2 separate regions of the Oncorhynchus mykiss genome follow, and region 2 is linked to region 1. The links are chromatin contacts, called in public Hi-C maps. All regions are on one chromosome and are shown on one strand. Each heading gives the region's core, a stretch centred on a gene start, on an enhancer-like site or on the middle of the called end of the contact. The rest is flanking DNA. Distances are from core to core; before and after follow the strand shown.

Region 1 (3,762 bases), core at 1,016-3,515:
CTGTCAAACGCTCCCTAAAACACTTCTGCGAGCAGGCCTTTCTTATCAACCTGGCCCGGGTATCCTGGAAGGATATTGACCTCATCCCGTCAGTCGAGGATGCCTGGCTATTCTTTAAAAGTGCCTTCCTCACCATCTTAAATAAGCATGCCCCGTTCAAAAAACAGAAGCAGAACTAAGAACAGAATTGCAAAAATCGCTGAAGTTGGCGACTTTTATTTCCCTCACCAACTTTAAACATCAATTATCTGAGCAGCTAACCGATCGCTGCAGCTGTACATAGTCCATCTGTTAAAAGCCCACCCAATCTACCTACCTCATCCCCATACTGTTATTATTTTATTTAGAACATTCTCATGTCTCTGCTTCTCTGTCTCCGCATGTCACACACACCAAAGCCGCCATCGTCCTCTCAGAAGAGTTGAATTTACACAGGAGAGACTCTTAACAAAGCAGCTACTTTCTTATCCAAACATTTGAGTGTTTTATGGCTGAGCGTCAGGAAACGAGTCATTGCGTACACAGCAGCTAGGACGTCAAACCTACCTTTTTGTATGTCGTCGTCTTGGTGACAGTTGATGTCTTACCTTTTTTTTAATTATTATTATTTTTTTATATAAATAGACTTAACAATGGGAACAGAGAGCGCAGTTATTTTTCACATCACTTCTTCTAGTAACACTGTGTGAATAGTTCCAAGATAGTAAGGTTAGAGGTTATTAGCCATAGAGTTAACCTTTACCCTCTGTGTACAGCTCCCTTCCTCATCCCTCTAACACCCTGACTGGGTGGGGTGGTGTTCCAGCTCTTTCCAACTTCCTCCACCTTTCCCAACACAACTATCTGTGGCCTGGGGCAATTCTGACATCACCACCACAATGTTCATTCTGTTTCCACCTTTCCTCCTCAACACCACCACAGCGTTCATTCTGTTTCCACCTTTCCTCCTCAACACCACCACAGCGTTCATTCTGTTTCTACCTTTCCTCCTCAACACCACCACAGCGTTCATTCTGTTTCCACCTTTCCTTCTCAAACTGTTGTTTTCACCCGATGGGGAGCTCCTCTCCTCTTCCCTCTCCTGTCCACAAAGGTTTCATACTCTCTCTCTCTCCCTGTTGTTGTTGCCTTCATAATCATCTGTGTGTCAGGCCTGGCAGCGTGTCCTCAGTCTGACGATATAGTGACACTACGGCTCACGCTCAGTCTCCCTGCCTCCCAGGGATCCGTCTGTTGATGTTTTTGTTTCCCCTATAGTCTTCCTCCTCCTCCTCCTGTCCACCCTCTTCCTCCTCTCCACCCTCCTCCTCCTCTCCATCCTCTTCATCCTCTCCATCCTCCTCCTCCTGTCCATCCTCTTCCTCTCCATCATCCTCCTCCTCTCAATCCTCCTCCTCCATGGGATGATGTTTTAAATCAGATCACTAGAAGCATTTATCGTTCAGCTTTTGAATCGTAGGACTCCTAGACAGTGCAAATAATATAGTAAAAGTGCATGCCTGTGTGTAAGTGTGTGTTTTCTTAACTTTTCCTTGTAAGCTTGTGTGTGTGTGTGTGTGTGCGCGCTCTGAGTGAGAGCCTCTGGGGTAAAGCCTGTTTGTTATGGTTCCCCACCCTTTGCCCTCAGACAACACTGCCAATTAGAGGGGTGGTTTATGTGTAAGAGCAGGAAGTATGTTCCTGTGCCTGCGCTGCTATTGGCTCACACCCACCGCCTCTCTTCCCAGGCTCTCTCTTTGGGGGGTTTACAGCCCTGAACACATGAAACGTAAACACACAGCTCACCTTTGATCATCAGGAAAGAAAACACATTAAAATCCAGCAGAACACACTAGTGAGAGATGAGCAGCTGCCTGGATGGGTGTAGTGTTAGTGAAATAGAGATACGCTGGGTGTAGTGTTAGTGGAACAGTGTAGGTTTCCATCTTCTGTAGAGTCGTTGGAATCATCCATCATTCTGCCCCTGAACAAGGCAGTTAACCCACTGTTCCCCGGTAGGCCATAATTGTAAATAAGAATTTGTTCTTAACTGACTAGCCTCGTTAAATATATATATACATTTTTTAAATCAAAAAAGCATTTTTCTTCTCCTCCATCCGGTTTGAAATAAAAACAAGGCATATGAATGAAAGAGGGTCCGTGGCCTGGAAACGCAAGAGAGAGAGAGAGGGAGACTGATTCAGGCTGAGGGGAGGAGGGGGATGAATGAACGGGCTGTGTTTGGCACTGCTAGCGTAACCTAGCTTTAGCGTGATCAGAATGGGAATGCTGCAGGGCAGTGTTAGCCGCAGTGTTAGCATAAACATTGTGCTAGCTAGTAGTAGGCTCTGAGCAGGCCTGGGGCAAAAAGGGCTGAGCGGGAGGGAGAGAAAGGATGGAGAGGAGGGAGGGAGCTCCCCTCAGCAGCGAGAAATGGCCTCGTATTCTCCTAGTTTGCCTCGGTTGCTTTCTGTTTGCTTTCCATGGAAGGGTTAACCCTGGGCAGCTCTCCTCCCTGACATGAAAGGGTTAACCCCGAGCAGCTCTCCTCCCTGACATGGAAGGGTTAACCCCGAGCAGCTCTCCTCCCTGACATGGAAGGGTTAACCCCGAGCAGCTCTCCTCCCTGACATGAAAGGGTTAACCCTGGGCAGCTCTCCTCCCTGATATGGAAGAGGCCATTGAATGGCTGCTTTCCACAGCCAGCAAACACATTGGTTAAGGGTGAGGGCGGATCTGGTGTGGGAGCTGTACTACGGAATGGATTCCTCCTGGGGGATCGGGAGTCAGACTGACACAACGTGGTCACAGCATGTACACACTGCACTGCACAAAAAGAGAAGAGCGGGGAGTGAAAGTATGTTGATGCATTTTTCTGTTTGTGTGAGAGTGTTCACTGCTCAGTGTGAAGGGAAACAGAAAAAGGCTCTGATGTCAAAGAGACCCCTCCCTCCCTCCATCTTCTCTCCACCTCTCTGAACCCACACTATTCCTCCTCTAGCCCCCTCCCTCCCTTCATCTCCTCTCCACCTCTCTGAATCCACACTATCCCTCTCTCCCTCCACCTCCTTCCCTCCCTCCATCTTCTCTCCACCTCTCTGAACCCACACTATTCCTCCTCTAGCCCCCTCCCTCCCTTCCTTCATCTCCTCTCCACCTCTCTGAATCCACACTATCCCTCCCTCCCTCCCTCCCTCCCTCCCTCCCTCCCTCCCTCCCTCCCTCCCATCACCTCCCCACCTCTGGAGGAGGCTGGAGGAGCCCACCTCCCTTCACCCCTCCCTCCCTTCCTTCATCTTGTCTCCACACTATTCCTCCTCCAGCCCCCCCCTCCCTCCCTCCCTCCCTCCCTCCCTCCCTCCCATCTTCTCTCCACCTTTCTGAACCCACACTATTCCTCCTCCAGCCCCCTCCCTCCCTCCCTCCCTCCCTCCCATCACCTCTCCACCTTTCTGAACCCACACTATTCCTCCTCCAGCCCCCCCCTCCCTCCCTCCCTCCCTCCCTCCCATCTTCTCTCCACCTTTCTGAACCCACACTATTCCTCCTCCAGCCCCCTCCCTCCCTCCCTCCCTCCCTCCCTCCCTCCCTCCCTCCCATCACCTCTCCACCTTTCTGAACCCACACTATTCCTCCTCCAGCCCCCTCCCTCCCTCCCATCACCTCTCCACCTCATTCCTCCTCCAGCCCCCTCCCTCCCTCCCTCCCATCTCCTCTCCACCTCTCTGAACCCACACTATCCCTCCACCCCTCCCTCCACCTCCTTCCCTCCCTCCCATCACC
Region 2 (3,822 bases), core at 1,320-3,819, 120 kb before region 1:
CCTTCCCCTTAGTCACGACATCCCACTGACTGCCAGTTGTTTCCTTCCCCTTAGTCACAACATCCCACTGACTGCCAGTTGTTTCCTTCCCCTTAGTCACGACATCCCACTGACTGCCAGTTGTTTCCTTCCCCTTAGTCACAACATTCCACTGACTGCCAGTTGTTTCCTTCCCCTTAGTAGTAAACACCAGGGCACTAAACACCAGGGCACTAAACACCAGGGCACTAAACACCAGGGCACTAAACACCAGGGCACTAAACACCAGGGCACTAAACACCAGGGCACTAAACACCGGGACACTAAACACCAGGACACTAAACACCAGGGCACTAAACACTAAAGCACTAAACACCAGGGTACTAAATGCCAGGGCACTAAACACTAGGGTACTAAACACCAGGGCACTAAACACCAGGGCACTAAACACCAGGGTACTAAACACTAGGGTACTAAACACTAGGGTACTAAACACCAGGGCACTAAACAATGGGGTACTAAACACCAGGGCACTAAACACTAGGGTACTAAACACTAGGGTACTAAACACTAGGGCACTAAACATTAGGGTACTAAACTTTAGGGTACTAAACACTAGGGTACTAAACACCAGGGCACTAAACACCAGGGCACTAAACACCAGGGCACTAAACACTAGGGTACTAAACACCAGGGCATTAAACACCAGGGCACTAAACACCAGGGCACTAAACACCAGGGCACTAAACAACAGGGCACTAAACAACAGGGCACTAAACAACAGGGCACTAAACACTGGGGCACTAAACACTGGGGCACTAAACACTAGGGTACTAAACACCAGGGCACTAAACACTAGGGTACTAAACACCAGGGTAGTAAACACCGGGGCACTAAACACCAGGGCACTAAACACCAGGGCACTAAACACCAGGGCTCTAAACACCAGGGTACTAAACACCAGGGTACTAAACACCAAGGTACTAAACACCAGGGCACTAAACACTAGGGTACTAAACACCAGGGCACTAAACACCAGGGCACTAAACACCAGGGCACTAAACAATGGGGTACTAAACACCAGGGCACTAAACACTAGGGTACTAAACACTAGGGTACTAAACACCAGGGCACTAAACACCAGGGCACTAAACACCAGGGTACTAAACATTAGGGTACTAAACACCAGGGTACTAAACACCAAGGTACTAAACACCAGGGCACTAAACACTAGGGTACTAAACACCAGGGTACTAAACACCAGGGCACTAAACACTAGGGCACTAAACACCAGGGCACTAAACACCAGGGCACTAAACACCAGGGCACTAAACACTAGGATACTAAACACTAGGGTACTAAACACTAGGGCACTAAACACTAGGGTACTAAACACTAGGGCACTAAACACTAGGGTACTAAACACCAGGGCACTAAACACCAATCAGCACAGGTGTTGTAAGGTGGTATAACAAATGTGTTATATATCCTGTATCTCCTCAATTATTTTTTTGGAAGGGGGTGGTGGTGTTCACATTTCAAGATTTAGGGCCAATCAATGTAATTCATGTTCCATGTATGTGTGTTGCTGGAGAGAGGACGAAGAAGTACTGCAGCAGCCTCTCGCTCTGAACAAGCAGTGCTGCAGGCACAGAGAGCATTAATCTGAAACAACAACAAAAAGTGCATGTACTTTATTTTCCTGAATGTAATTTCCTGAGATGAGGATTACTTAAAAAAGGTGTATATTTAACATGTTGGTCATTGATCAATTTGAATGAACAACACCACCATGACAAATGGTTTGGTTGAACAACAAGATGACGAAATGTGATCCTGGATGATTCGAAATACTTCTTTGCCCTCAAACAACAACCACAGAAGAGAAAGACGTCCTGCATGCAAGGCATGCAACCACCATGTTAATCATGAACAAGCTCCCACACTCATAAAATGTTGTCAAATCCATGGTGATAATACTGGGGTTATGCTGATGTGTTTGTCATGCAAAACTGAATGACTGGACTGTTGTGTACCAAGCTAAAGGCAATACTAGGCTTCCTTCCTGCCTCCAGGGTCGAGATAAGACTATTTATTTATACTAGTCTCTGCTAAAAAAAACCCATCCCATTATTACTTTGAATCTACACTATACTTAAACAAATTAAACTATAATTCATTTGTGCAATTTGGAAATCATTAGTTAGAATAAATATTGATACAAATTATAAATTAAAGATGCATCTGCTGCCTATCACTTTATCTGGTAGTTTTAAAGCCAACTTGGCAGATAAGATTTTTAATTACAATTTACTATGAACATTTTTTTATGTTTTTTTATTTTTATGAACACGTGCCGGCTGGAGTAATAGAAATAACTCCAAATCATTCATTTTAAATTGTCTATCATCTCCGAACGATTGCGTTTTTGTCGTTCTAATAATATTTTTGGTTGGGTGACACAAAGAGAATTTTGTTAGGCTCATGGATGGGCTTTGTATAGTGCAATACACTCCAATCCGCACTACCCAGCGGTTCTCGCACTAGCTCTAGTCCGTGTTTTCCAACGTCCCCTATCTGCCCCAGCTGACTGGCAGTACTTGTTTACTGGTGGATAGACACAGAAAGAGACGAAAAGGGGGGAACCTGAAAGAGGTACCGTTTACGGGGATCGAAGTTTTTCCACACTTCGAAGCTATGAGCTGGAAGCGGCGAATATTATTTGTTTAATGGCTAAAAGTAACGTTCGCTGTATCACGTTTATTGTTTATGGGTGTTTTCATTTTTGTCGTGGCGTGACTGAAGGAGTTCAGAGGAAGGTCGTTGAAAAAGCTATCCGCGTTTTTTCCTTTTCCTGCATGAATCCAAATGAGTTCCTGGGGATGTGTTCATGTTTTTATTCGCACGTCTTAAAAGGTGGTCTTGCTGTGATACTGCGAAGAAGGGGAAATACTTGGGAGGTGCATGAACCACTCAATCAGCGACCTGTGGATTACAGCAAGATAGCCAACTCGATCCCATTACTATAACTAGTTCATGTTAGCTAGTTGGGTTATTGGGTTGATAGACATTCGGCTAAAACAACTGGGGATTTTTTTTTGGAAAGAAGAGGACACATATTTCGACATTACTAAGCATTTAAACATTTTTTTTGCTTTATTATATGAAAATACGGTCTCTGAGCGTTTTACCAAAAGCACGACCGCCCATAGCTAATTCCATGTATTTTCAACATTGTAACCTCTTTTGTCGTGGAATGAGCCCGTAGTTAGTATCCCGACGTGTTCCTCTTTACTAGTTTAGTTTGCACTGTGGGATTTATTTTTCTCGAATCGGAAGACTTTTTATATAGAACAGATGAAAGTGACCTATCCCTTATAATTGTGGAGAAAATGAAGCTTTTTATTCGCAAATGTATCGCCAGAACCCAAGATCACGTTATTTAGTGGTCATTTGTTTCAGGGATAATCAAAAATCACCAAAATTAGCTGGGAAGATATCAAGATAACGTTACAACCACATTGGACCCCCCCCCGGCCCCTTTTGAAGGGGGGCTAACTGGACTAGTTCTCGTCTCTCTCTTTTTTTTGAATATTTGTTTGTTTTCATTTCTTAGAAACACATTTTTTAAAACAAACTTTGGATATCTTCAAAACAACCCCCACGTTTTTGGATGCACTAAAAATAAGAGAAAACAATCGAAGTCACAATGCGGCTTGGGACCTCAGCGGCTGTTTTGGTTACTTTTATCTACATGGTGTGTCATGGTGGGCTAACACATGGAGAAAGTAAGTACAGCTATATTCTAAATGCAATACTGGTTAATGATTCATGTGACTCACT

Evidence for each region. A called contact is a pair of places that touch in the nucleus more often than the background predicts.
Region 2: a contact with region 1 is called in a Hi-C map of liver, with 7 times the contacts expected there. The contact joins the promoter of insrb here to the enhancer-like site in region 1. A contact is called at or near these places in 2 of 3 Hi-C or Micro-C datasets (blood and liver).

What each region holds. Positions count from the first base shown.
Region 1 is chr5:93,492,169-93,495,930 of USDA_OmykA_1.1, reverse strand. The region is part of intron 2 of insrb (insulin receptor b); the gene reads left to right. Among protein-coding and RNA genes, the nearest start is that of LOC110524839, 82 kb to the right of the region's middle. Within about 2 kb of position 2,265, at least 9 of the 11 cell types and tissues checked have an H3K27ac peak or open chromatin away from gene starts, as enhancers often do. A contact at or near this core is called in liver, where this site is marked.
Region 2 is chr5:93,611,186-93,615,007 of USDA_OmykA_1.1, reverse strand. insrb (insulin receptor b) reads left to right here and starts at 2,569. Exons shown (of 20, transcript XM_036978849.1): 1 at 2,569-3,767. The coding sequence starts at 3,689.